Linked DNA regions of Mus musculus: regions 1, 2 and 3 are each linked to region 4. A link is a contact called in public ChIA-PET and promoter capture Hi-C data. All regions are on one chromosome and are shown on one strand. The core of a region is the stretch at or near the end of the contact, and the rest is flanking DNA. Distances in the headings are between cores, read along the strand shown.

Region 1 (3,194 bases), core at 691-3,190, 690 kb after region 4:
GACAGCCACACCTATACAGAGAAACCCTGTCTTGGAAAACAACAACAACCCTAAATAAAACAAACCACCACCTAATTTCTTCTTCTGATTCTACCACACTCCCTGTCCCTAACGTCCATTCTTATTAATATAACCATCTCCTAATTTGTTCTTCACCTTTCTAAATTCAAGATCATTGTTGTCGTCTGCTTTCTTCCTCCTCTCCACTAAGTGCCAGCAGCTATTTTGTTTAAATTAGAGGCTACTATGAATGGACTCCGAGCTCTTCAACCCCAAAAGATAACTTCCCTAAGAAAAACTGAAAACCAACCCAATAAGAACCAGTCTTCCATTGAAAAAGACAATGTGGCTACATCAAAACAACTGCTTAGGGCTCTCGGAGAGGTAGCTCAGCCTGTAACACAGGGTATCCCTTCCAGAGGACCAGAGTTCAATTCCCAGCACCCACATGGCAGCTAACTTCCAGGGCATCTGATACCCTCTTCTGACCTCAGTAGGCACTTCACACACGTGGGTACACAAAAACACATGGAGGCAAGACATCCATTCACATAAAACACGATTTTTAAAAGTTACGGGGTGGGGGGGGGGAGTGAACCCCTGAAGGACTTTATTTCATTTTACCCATCCATGATTCCCAAACCAGACGGGATTCTCAGGTTTGAAATCTCAAGAGCTAGACTCCAACCTTCCTGAGGGAGTGACTAGGTGTGAAGTGTAAGCATACACCCCTAGGGCCTGGCCCAGCAACTGGCATGAGGGAAGTCTAGTAAACACTCAATGAATGAACAAACACGGGCTGTAAGTCAGGTTGCAAAAACAAACAAAATGATCACAGGTATATCAGCATTACAGCTGGGTGCGAGTAGGTACAAAAAGTGTAACAGCTTCGAAGACAAGGACTCTCTGGCGATAAGAGACTAGAGCAACTTCATACCTAGGACCTGATTTCCCACAACTCCCTGCTCCAAAAGTTTTCAAAACCTTGGCTGCAAATGATCATTCCAGTCAACGACAAAACGATACACCTCACATGCTGCCAACAAATGGAACAGAAAAATACCTGAATATCGGTGAGAAAGAAAGGAAGCACAAAGGGTAGGAAAGAAAAGTAAAGACGGAGATGGAAAGAAATGGGAAACCAGAGACTTAAGGGACTAGAGGAAAAAGCAGCGAAGCCCACAGAGCCGTGTGGGTGACAGCAGAGACTAACCTTGATCATATTCAGTCAGACCCTGGACGGTCGGCTGTGCATGCATGCACTGACCCATTTAATCCTCCACTATCCCAAGATAAAAACTTATCATTTTACGGATGACGAAACTGAAGCTAGGAAGTTGACACTTGCTCCAGTAAACGGGTAGGAAGGGGAAGCGCAATGACCTGACCCCGAGTCTGACCCAGGGTCACCCCATTCACTGTCCATTCCGCCTCGGGGGCCACACCGGGAGGCATTCGGTATCCATTTAACCAACCCTTACTCAACTCCTACTGGGCGGCCAAGCCAGCGGCAATGTAAGGGATCCAGCTGAGGATCGGGGGGACAGAACAGAACGCAATGTCAATCTCCAGGCTGAGGAGCCTGGAGCCGGCCGCGAGAGGGATGCAGGGTGGGGCAGGAGGGGAGGAGCGAGGGGAGCCGGGACGCCAGGGCGGCCCGGGGCGGTGTGCGAACGCTGCGACGCCCGGTGCTCTGCACAGACTCCGGCTGACAGATGCGCCGCGTGCGGCGGCTGCCAGGGGGACGGCGACGCGGCTGTGGAGACGCTGAGGGGCTGAGACAGGGGAAGGCGGCTCTGCCAGGGGGAGGAAAGGCGAGGGGCGGCGTCGGGGACGTCGGAGGCGTCCGGCACCCGCCCGCGCGCTCCCGAACTCACCTCCCGCGGCAGCCCCTCAGGACACCTCAGCCCCGCCAACCCGGAGGAGGCGGGATGGACTCCGGGCCGCAGGGGCTGCTGGGAGCCTGTTGCCTAGGCAACGGGTTAGGCCTCAGAGAGTAGCAGTGACTCCGCGGAGGGCTAGAGCGGCAGAGCCACAAGTGTGGGCGGGCCCAAGGACGGAAGTGACGTCACTTCCTCAGTTCGCAGGCGGGTTTTTGGGTCTTCTCAGGAATCTACCTGTGGGCCGCCGCATGGAAGGTGCGTGACAGTGCTGTGTTTCCCTAGTTGTGGGGGCTGCAGGTCGTGGACGTGGTCATGAGGGGTGGGAGGGTGGGTGGGGGAGGTCATGAGTCCGCGCGCGACGTGACATGCAGGGCGCGCCTGGACCTCGTGGGCTGCCGGGAGCCTTGTTCATTACGGTGTGAGTGTCGTCTGAGTGCGGTGATGTGCGTGAAGTGTCAGTGGTGTGACGCTCAGAGCATCCCTGAGCACATTGGAGCCAAGCCTGACGTGCCAGCCCCTCGGAGAACCCTTCCCTAAACTCCGGCATTCAGTAAGACGGGCCGTGGAGCTTGCAGTGTGTAATAAAGGCTGTCTCTGTCGGTTCGTGTCGCATGGGTCAGTGCGTTAGCGTATGGCTTGCTGAGTCCCGTTTTGCTTTGGTAGCTTACAAGAGGTAAGCAGCTAAACTGCTGTGCCTCTCTCTCTACCAGCTGCCCTGCGACTCACATTACTGACATCTCCCCATTTGTCTCTGAGTGTCTAGAAGTCAGAGCTGTGCTTTTGGTTCCTAAGTGGGTCCGGCAAACTTAGTCAGCCGTGATCCTCACCCTTAGGGACCCCTACCGAAGAAGGACGAATGTAATGCAGGAGGTGAGAGCAGTTCCTCCATGGAGCCCGTTTGATTCTCAATCAGCTGTGTGTGCAAGTTATGGGAGGGAACAAGACATAACTCCTACTGTGGTTGAACTCAGTCCTGCGGAGAAAATAGAATTAAGAAATAGAAGAAATTGACTCACTAGGGGATGTGATGACAGCCAACGAATAGGAGATAATATGTCTACTGCAGTGACTCGTAATGCAACCAGGGGTGGAAGTGGGGGCGGCGGCGGCGGGGGTTGGGGGGGGAGAGTCCAGGAAGACTTCTTGATGGAAATAACTGTTCAACTTGCTTCCTGTTGCCATGGTAAAATACCGTCACCAAAAAGCATCTTGGGAAGGAAAGGGTTTATTTGTCTTACCCTTCCAGGTCCCAATCCATCTATGAAGGAACTCGGTAGGAACCCAAGCAGAACCAGAGGCAGGAGCCATGAA
Region 2 (2,883 bases), core at 104-2,603, 540 kb after region 4:
GCTAAACCTTTTGATGGTTCTATTCTTTCACAACCTCTTCCTCCCCACCCCATCCCCCCCAAAAGAAAAAAGAAATAAAGGAAACACACATTTACAAACAGATCTTAAAATAACAGCCACAAGTCGGGCTCTCTTATCTAGACAGATGCTCTCTGGAAAGCACACTTCTTTTATTACCTGATTGGGGTGGAGGGACAGGAAGATCTTTACTCCACCAGCCCTCGGGATGGGATGGGATGGGATGGGATGGGATGGGATGGGATGGGACAGGATGGGACCGGACGGGACAAGACGGGATGAGAGTCAAGAGGCAATAAGAGCGTAGGGTTGGCAGGGTAACGCTAGGAGCCAGTTTGAAGTAAGAAGTCTCTGCGGAGCCCTGGGTCCGAGCGCCCCAGGACGCCAACTCTCCAGCACTGCCACCCGGGATCCCGTCCTAGCTCCGGTACACCACACCTGGAGGCAGAGACATCCCACTCCACCCCGGCCAGGTGTGGCTTTCTCAGAGCCGGGGGACACTGCGGGCCCAGTGCTGTCCCCACCGGAGCCCATGGCCTCCCCGCACCCGAATCTGCAGCACACTCGTGTGCGAGCGTGCCGCGCCGCCTGCCCTCGCGCCCCGTGTGCCCCCGCGGACCGAAGGCCAACACGCACAAAAAACAAAGTTGTCTCCCGAGCTCCCGTCACTCGCTACTCACCAGGATCGAAGTCGGGCACCGCCGCTTGGTACTGGGGTCCCACCCGCATGCCACCGCCACCTGCGGGGAAGCAGAGCACGGCGGTCAGCGCGGGCGCGGACACGGGCCGGGCGCGGGGGCGGCTGCCACCTACCGTGCTCCTCGTCGCTGGACGAGCCCGAGCTGCCTTCCTCCCAGGAGTTGCTGCCGCTGTTCCCGTTGGGAGCCGCCGCCGCCAAACTTTTATTCTGGCCATTATTGGGGGCGGCGGCGGCCGAGGCGGCGGCGGCGGCCGAGGCGGAGGCGGTGCCGGCCGAGGCGGCGGCTGAGGCGGCGGCCGAGGCGGCCGAGGCGGCGGCCGAGGCTGCGGAGGCCGCCGTGTTCCTCCCTCGCCGCTTCCCTGAGACCTCGGGGCCCTTCTCCACCATGGCCGGCATCGGCGGGGCCCGGGGCCGGGCCAAAGTGACGGGGACCCCGGCTCGCGAGGCGCGGGCGGCGGGCCGCGGGCAGGGGGCGCAGGTGGGCGCCGGGCCGGGCGGGCGAGCGCGCGGGATCCGCTGGCGGGAGTTGGGGCTAGAGGAGGCCCAGACGGGCGGAGCAACGAGCCGCCTCAAGCCCCCGATGCCGAACGGAGCGCAACTTTGGCTCTCATCGCCGCCCGCACTTCGCTGGCTCTAACTACTCCGGGAGCCGCGGGCGGGGGGGAGGGGCGGAGCCTGGGGGGGAGGAGGGCCGCGCACAGCCTAACCCGTCGCTCGCAAGCTCCGCCCCTGCGAGCTTCCATTGGCTCTCACGGGATCCGGGCGGCAAGCAGGGGCATGGTAGGTCTCTGTGCGCGTCCGTCAGGCCACGGGGGCGGGATCACGGGAAGGAGGGGGAAGGTTCTGTGCTTCCGTTGGCCAGGTTGGGTTGACGCGTATCGCCCACTGTACGTGGTTTGAGGTTTGCGATCGCTTTACGCCCCATGATCCATCTCTCGAGGCAACAGCGAGGAGTTAGCCCCCTCCCCCTCCCCAGCGCCCCGCTCCCTCCGCTCGCACCCTGTGGGCCCCGCGCCACCTCCCCCGGGGATCCCGCCGAGCGTCCCATCGGCTTCCCAAAGTGAATGTGCCCGACGCGAGAACAGAAATCGCGGGCAAGGTCGGGACTACTTTCCCCCTCGCGCGGAGGAGTACGCGCACAGTTTGAATGGGTTCTATACAAAGAGGGGAAACTAATTGGAAGAAACTAATTGCGCCCCCGCGTCGCCCAGGGGCGATCGAGATGTACTAGAGCAAGGGAACCTGGGGACGAGGCTCTCAGGTGGCAGTGTCCCCCGAGGGAAGGAAAGCGGTTGTGCCTGGAGACGATGGAGCTCCCCGCTAATTGGGTTGGGGGCCACCGGCTCCCCACGTTGCCTGAGGGGCCGAGGGAGGAGTCGGGATGTTCGGCCGGGGAGGGCCTCGAAGCCGTCGGGGTGAGGGGAGGTGCCGAGTGGCCCCGGGACAGCAGGAGGGACATAGATCGACTAGGGGCCCCACCGCGAGGGGGAAAAAGAAGGAGCTTGAGTCCCCAGCTCGGTAGAAGAGGAGGGTCACTTCCCGAGACCCGGGCCCTTCCCCCAGCCCGCAGGGCTAAGAGCCTGAACGCGGAGGAGTCGGTGACACCCAGCCCTGGGCGTCCTTGTCCCTGGAGTGATCAAGCGAGGGGCCCCGTCACTGCCTGACAGCTGCCTGTGGGGCTGGGTGGGCTGCCCCACCCCCCGCGCCAGCGACCAAACCTGGGGACTATAGGTGAAACCGTTTGCTTTAAATTAAAAATAAATAAATAAAACAGGAGATGGCTATTTTTCGTTTATATTACTTCAGACCTGGGCTTCATATGGGGACAGTTTTTACACCCGCTCAGGATATAAATAGCTACAGAGAGAAAACGAGAGTTTTATGGTTTGAAAGCCCGCATAAATAAGCAGGGGTTTCTCTTCCACGTTTTCTGCCCCGCGAATCATTTTAAACTTCACTGAAGTGACCATGGTCACTTCTAACTGGCCTTCAAGAACAGGGCCCAGAGCCTCCCGGTAGCAGATCCCTGCCCCCACCAAGTTCCTGTTCTTGCTCTTGGACTCCTCTCTGAAGGACACCCCTCTGCTTAGAAAGTCCTGGGCACTGCAGGCATGAGCTCTGGAATAACCGGGTCCAGCTGGCCTGGTCAGCAAATAGACTGCTAA
Region 3 (2,874 bases), core at 49-2,548, 970 kb after region 4:
CTAAGGGCTATTTTACTTTTAAACAGCACATCTGGGTTCCTAGGGAAATGCCACACCCATTCGCCAGCATGTCATACAAGTTCCCCAGATGCTACAAAGTGGTTTTAAAGCCTCAAGAAGGAAGGAGTCCTGCAAGCAAGCCCCCTATTCCAGATCAATCTAGGGATGTTGTGAGAGTCTCTGCTGGAGGACACAACGGGAACATGTCAGCTTCTTTGCCTCCTTCCCCAACTAGGTAAGCAACAGTTCTTAAGTCTTTGAAATCAGACTTAAATGTCACAGAGCTGTCATTAGGGTCATCTAAGCAACAATTTCAAGCCATGATCAGCAAAACAAGCAATTTGGACTGGAAACTGATATGCTGAGTCTAATCTCAAGGTCCTGTATTTTAGCTGGTGACCTTGGACCAGCCACGGGACTCAGTTTCCTGGTTTGTAAAACTGGGAGATACACCCACTCAACAATGATGCTGCGAGGCCAATGGAGGCCTACGCGTAGGCAGCCGCAGACAGCAGAGATGCTGGGTGACCAGGGCCTGCCCACTCCGGCTCCCGCCAACCCACCGGTCCCCGAGCCCACCCAAGGGCCAGCACCTAGGCTGTCCTAGACACACTCTTCCCAAAGCGAGCTAAGCTTGGATACGAATCGAAACCAAAAAAGCTCATGTGACTCTGGAGGCAGGGATGCGGCCCTGTGCCCAGCCGGGACCGGGAGACGCTGTCTCCACCCAACTCGGCCATCTTGAGAAGCCGCGGAGACAAAGCGACCCCACTGTGCGGGCGCTGGCGGTCCGGGCACCCTAGCTGCTCCACGCGACCGGGGAGGGGGCGCCGCGCACCTTTGAGGGTGGAGCGCTCCACCAGGACCGTGTGGACCTGCGGGTCTGACAGGAACTTGCGCATCTGCTCCAGGGCGCTCTTCTCCTCCAGCGCCGCCTCCAGCGCAGCCGGCGCGTCGCCGCCGTCCTCCAGCAGCAGCGGCACCAGCTTACGCAGGTGCTTCTGCAGCACCGCCACGTCCGCCACATTCTGCACCGCCGACACCTCCAGGCCGGCCGAGCCGTCCTCGCCGCCGCCCGGCTCCGACATGGCGGATCCACGGAAGGGAGAGAGATAGAAAGAGAGAGAGCGAGAGCCGAGAGGAGCGGCCTCCGGCACGAGAGAGCAGTGAGCGAGGGGAACCGGCGACAGGAGACGCTCTGCCCGCTAACCCGCGGCCGACTGCGGACAGCGGAGCCGGCTCCGCCCTAAAGGCCGCCGCTCCCGCCGGCCCCGCCCCGCCCGCTGGCTGCAGCCACCGGCGCCCGCTCGCGGTCGGCGTCGCGACGTTACGCATGCGACTGGAGGCGGGGCTATGTGCGGCGCCGCGTGGCCTTTTGGGACTTGTAGTCGGAGGGCAGGGCGGGACCCATTACTCTGCGCAAAAGTGGTCCAGGAACCGCGTCTGTCTTCATTGCCAGGTGGCAGAGAATATCACAGAGCCAGCCCCTCAGGCTTCATAAATAGTGTTTTAAGGATGCATTGACGAGAATTGACATTTAGTGAGAGTTCATCCTCTGCCCGACATTGCTATTAATAACCTGAGTTCTCCCGTTGAATGAATGGAGTCTGGAGTCCCAACTGCCCAGTCGTTATTAGATACACATTGGGAAGATGAGGACGTTTTTTCAGAGGAGATGAGGGGCATGCCCACAATGACTTCGCTAAACTGGATAGGGAGAGAGTGGAAGGGAGATGATTTTAGCTGAGGAACTGGCGTCTGAGGAAGGGAAGGTTAGGTATGGGTGGAGCAGCAACTGCAGTGCAGTCTAACGGTAGGCTAAAAGAAACCTGGATAGTAGGAACATCAAGCTACGATGGGACCTGGCTTCTGAACACAGTGTCATTTACCAAGCGAGGGTGATGTAAGAGAAGGACGCATGAGTGAATCCACTGACAACGGTAAGCTCCCCATACCTGCAGCACCCACCGCTCTGTGGGTTCGGGAATCTGGATCGGCAGGAGGCAGGGGCTCAGATTGCTCCTAAGTTTCCCTGCATCTGACCCATCACCCCTCCTCCCATACACGGAGGACAAGAAGGGCAGAATCTCTTTGCTTACTTTCTTAGGGTTAGTAACTGGCCTTTGAAAGTTCAGGTCATAACTTGCCTGTTCAATTGGGTAGAGGGAACTAAGCCAAAATGATCTTTAAAAATATAATAATGCCGAGTTAGAAAGCTGAGTCCTGATTGGTGGGATGATGGTGGTATGACTTGATTCTCCCAAATCATCTTTGGAATACGGGAAGCCCTACAATATGCTTATTCCTTGCACAATTGTCCTGTGCCAGGTCCCAGAGGCTGCTGATGGAGGCCCGAAGATTCTTCTAGAAGCCAGACAGAGAGAGAGACAGAGAGACAGAGAGAGAGAAAACAGATAAATATCCCCATTCTCCCTCCATCAGCCCACCCTGGTGTAATGTGTCATAAATAATCTTGCAGAGGTGAGAGGACAGACCCAAAGCTACTGTGGTGAATTGCTACTGTGGAATTGCTGGCGTACTGGCAGTGATCAATACTGAATGTCCACCTGACACTAGGTGCTGTGTTAGTGTTTCCCTCTGCCTATCCTGCAGAGATAGGAACAAGGACAAAAGACCGGAGATTCTGAAACCTGCAGGGACTTAGTGGGTGTGGGGCTGATTGCACACTGGCTGCACTGTGAGTCAGCACCTGGGAAATGCAGTCATTCAGTTATCCGAGGACTCACTCATCTGCAACCTGGCTCCACGCCAGGGGACAGATAGCAGGCTCAGACTTTGGATTATTATCATTCCAAAGAAGACAGAAATGATTTGTTTACAAGGATTTACAAGTGGATCAAACCTGTGTGCTTT
Region 4 (2,895 bases), core at 350-2,849:
TAAATTACCTAATAGCTATCAAGCACAAGTGTCATTTTGAAGATTAAAATGAAGGCATTTGATACCACTAGGTCACCATGTCTAAGGATGGTTTTCAAAGCATGAAAACACCCGAAGCATGAAAGCTTTTCCAAAGAGACTGCATTTTCTTGCCAGCAGTTACCTCATAGCTCCGCATAATGAAAGGCCAGTGAAGTTTCTTTACAAGTTATTTACTAAATGCTTTACAGAGGACAAAGCTAGGCTGGAACACTTTGGAATCCGATGCGGAAGAAGAGTTCAAAAAACACTTGGGCAGGTCAAACATTTCTTCAGTAGAACTTCTACTACACGTTTGTCACTCCCTAGCAATGCTGCTCCAGGCTGTGGTTTGGTTTGGTTCTGCAGGTCCTTTCCAACAAAATCCTTTTACATAGATTTGCTGGGTGTGCACACTGGACCGGGCCTGAGAGCTACTCCAAGCCAACCTTTTGCAGCGGAAGGAAAAGGCAACCCAGTGGGTGTCCCTCGGCCGGGCAGCAGAACAGAGCAGAGCTTCACATCTGCTTCTCAAAACACTCAGCCCGCTGCTTCCGAACAGATTTAGCTTTGCCAAGGACGGGAAGCTACTCCTTGATAAAGGCAGCGGCTCTGGAGCAGAGAACTACTCTTGTGAGTGCGGGAACTACGGGGGCCCACAAGGATCTCTCCACGGGGCACTTAGTTTTGGCAGTTGTCATTAAACTTAGTCCCCTTTTAAAGGGCGCTCCGCTCGACCCGATTGGATCCTATTAATCTGCACCTAGGTCTGACTGGCAGGCTCAGACCCTGCCCGACGTTAAGAGGAGAGTTGTGTTCAACCGCGCACTGGCCGCAGCAGCGCACGGACGGGTAATGCTCAGCCGACCGTAAGGACAGCGCGCAGGCCGCACGCGCGCCGCAGGACAGGGCTGCGCCTTGACCCCTGCCTGGAGCATCTGGGCTGGATCCCCCTGCTACCACCCTGAGGGTCTGCCACCCTGCAGCGCAGTCCACTCACGTTTTCAGTGTCTCGTTCATTCACCGTTGGCAAAGGGGTCCTAGTGGACATCTTATTGCGCTTTGATTCCGCACAACGCCAAGGCGAAAACAAAACCGCCCAGCTTTGGGCGGCCGGCGAGCAGCGGCCGCGAGCCTCCGGGCCCTGCCCTCCCTGGCCGGAGTCTAGATCTCCGGCCTGGCCCGGGCCGTGCGCCCGCGGGCCCCGGGGCTCATTCTCCCCCAGCGCCGGCGGCCGCACTGGAAGCGGGCCGGCTGGCCGCCGCCGCAAGCCTCAGGGCACCTCACGGGCCTCGCGGGCCCCGCGCCTCCTCGCCGCTCGCAGCCGCAGCGCCGCGGAGCTCAGCCCCGGGGGCTCGACACGGCGCGGCCGGCAGCCCCTGAAGAGGCAGCAGCGCAGGAGGATGGAGCGGAGATGGAGCGCAAGACAGGCCGCCGCGGCCTGCAGGCGCCGACCATGGAGGGAGCCGCGGAGGAGGCGCCCACGCCCGGCTGCTTTCCCTTCTCCGGCTCGCTTTCCGCCCGGCCTCGCCCTGCCGGCTGCCACCGCCGCTCCCGGCACCTCAGGAGCCTTACAGACTCAAGATGGCCGCGCCTCGGCTTCCTCCGCTGCCTCCGGCTGCCGGAAGTGACGCTACGGCCGCCTGGAGTTCCGCCAATCAGCGCGGTCGGAGCTAGCTGCCGGCTGCTGTTGCTAGGGGCGACTCGTCCTGTTGGGTCTGAGGGGGTGGTGCCGTCGGAAAGGTCTTGCTTGGTCTCCTCTCTAGCGGGCGGAGAGTTCCAATGGTCCAGATTGCCTGGGCATCCCTGACCCCTCCGGACCACTTCCCTAGAGGGCATCCTGTGCCCGACTGCTGGGCTGGCATTTGCAGAGTACAGATCTAGGCTGTCTGGATTATACTACACATGAAGAGCCTACTGTTTGCAAAAATTGACTTTTCTTTCCCGCGGCCACGCTGCAAAGGATGGAGCTCCAGCAGCGAAGCAGCAGTCACTGGTCTAGCTGAAGAGGAAGGAGCCAGGCTCCTGCTTCGTAACCGAGGCATCTAGCATCCAGCCAAAGAACTTTTTTGCCTCTGACTAAGGAGCCACTGGTTATCGGAGCCGGCTCAATTGAATACCCATTCGGATGAAAGAGTGAAGTATAAAATAACAAGGTAGCACAAAAAGCTGGGAAGAGGGACTCGATGAGATCACGTAGACGCCCCCAGGATCAGATCCTAAATGCCGGTAGGGGCTTATATAATCAATATTTCTCTGTCTCTTCCTCTCCCTTTCGTTCTCTCACTCCCTCTATCCCTCACTTTTCCCCTCTGTCCCTTTCTCCTTCCTCCTCTCTCGCCTCTCCCTCTCTTACTTCAGTCTTCTGAAGAGCGATATTGCTACAGGCTTGGACCAGGGAGTGACCTGCAGGTGGAACTCTGAATATGCTGCCTCTTCTAGAAGGCCTGCTCAGCGTGTCACCTCTTTATGTCTTCTAAGGAGAGAATCCATTGGTAGAGGAGGGAGGGCTATGTGAGCCGGGGTAAGACAAACTGTTACTAATAGTCCACCTTGTGCCGGTTATTCATTAAGCCTCAGTGTAGCCGCATAAGATGCTCAGGCACAGCACGTGACCTAAAGTCTGGGTAAGTTGGTTACTTTACCCAGGCCATCGGTGGTGTTGGTTATAGAAGGATCTGAACCCCATTCCTACAGCTTTAGAAATGGCTAAACTTGTGAGTGACTAAACTTTGCTTTCTTTCCTTCTTATGTTTTGTTTGCTTGCTTTGGTTCTGCCCCCCCAACACCCCGATATCCTGGTGTATCCTGCTTTGTGAAACAACAGATCTTCAAACACCAGCATCACATCCAGAGAGGCCAGAGGGTCCCAAGACA

Evidence for each region. Promoter capture Hi-C pulls out the DNA fragments that hold promoters and counts their contacts. ChIA-PET counts read pairs in DNA pulled down with a chosen protein or histone mark. Capture Hi-C pulls out chosen DNA fragments and counts their contacts.
Region 1: a contact with region 4 is called in a promoter capture Hi-C map of liver. The contact joins the promoter of Tecpr2 here to the promoter of Mark3 in region 4. A contact is called at or near these places in 1 of 39 promoter capture datasets (cranial neural crest), 1 of 484 Hi-C or Micro-C datasets (embryonic stem cells) and 1 of 9 other capture datasets (liver).
Region 2: an RNA polymerase II ChIA-PET map of effector CD8 T cells shows a contact between it and region 4, with 11 read pairs. The contact joins the promoter of Rcor1 here to the promoter of Mark3 in region 4. A contact is called at or near these places in 3 of 39 promoter capture datasets (cranial neural crest, liver and pre-B cells), 1 of 484 Hi-C or Micro-C datasets (muscle stem cells), 4 of 115 datasets of contacts at active chromatin or transcription factors (bone marrow-derived macrophages, effector CD8 T cells, memory CD8 T cells and 1 more) and 1 of 9 other capture datasets (adipose tissue).
Region 3: a contact with region 4 is called in a promoter capture Hi-C map of liver, with 5 times the contacts expected there. The contact joins the promoter of Dync1h1 here to the promoter of Mark3 in region 4. A contact is called at or near these places in 2 of 39 promoter capture datasets (liver and pre-B cells), 1 of 484 Hi-C or Micro-C datasets (CD4 T cells) and 2 of 115 datasets of contacts at active chromatin or transcription factors (embryonic stem cells and pancreatic cancer cells).

What each region holds. Positions count from the first base shown.
Region 1 is chr12:110,888,010-110,891,203 of GRCm38.p6, reverse strand. It overlaps Tecpr2 (tectonin beta-propeller repeat containing 2), which reads right to left and starts at 1,940. Exons shown (of 20, transcript NM_001289510.1): 1 at 1,878-1,940. Cinp (cyclin-dependent kinase 2 interacting protein) reads left to right here and starts at 2,059. Exons shown (of 5, transcript NM_026048.4): 1 at 2,059-2,138. The coding sequence starts at 2,132.
Region 2 is chr12:111,037,837-111,040,719 of GRCm38.p6, reverse strand. It overlaps Rcor1 (REST corepressor 1), which reads right to left and starts at 1,353. Exons shown (of 12, transcript NM_198023.3): 1 at 832-1,353; 2 at 699-758. The coding sequence starts at 1,114.
Region 3 is chr12:110,599,819-110,602,692 of GRCm38.p6, reverse strand. Dync1h1 (dynein cytoplasmic 1 heavy chain 1) reads right to left here and starts at 1,298. Exons shown (of 77, transcript NM_030238.2): 1 at 839-1,298. The coding sequence starts at 1,088. It overlaps Gm35558 (a long non-coding RNA gene), which reads left to right. Exons shown (of 2, transcript XR_381950.4): 1 at 1-1,940; 2 at 2,329-2,874.
Region 4 is chr12:111,573,225-111,576,119 of GRCm38.p6, reverse strand. It overlaps Mark3 (MAP/microtubule affinity regulating kinase 3), which reads right to left and starts at 1,599. Exons shown (of 18, transcript NM_001370744.1): 1 at 1,019-1,599. The coding sequence starts at 1,069. It overlaps 2810029C07Rik (RIKEN cDNA 2810029C07 gene), which reads left to right and starts at 1,718. Exons shown (of 2, transcript NR_045295.1): 1 at 1,718-2,247; 2 at 2,380-2,895.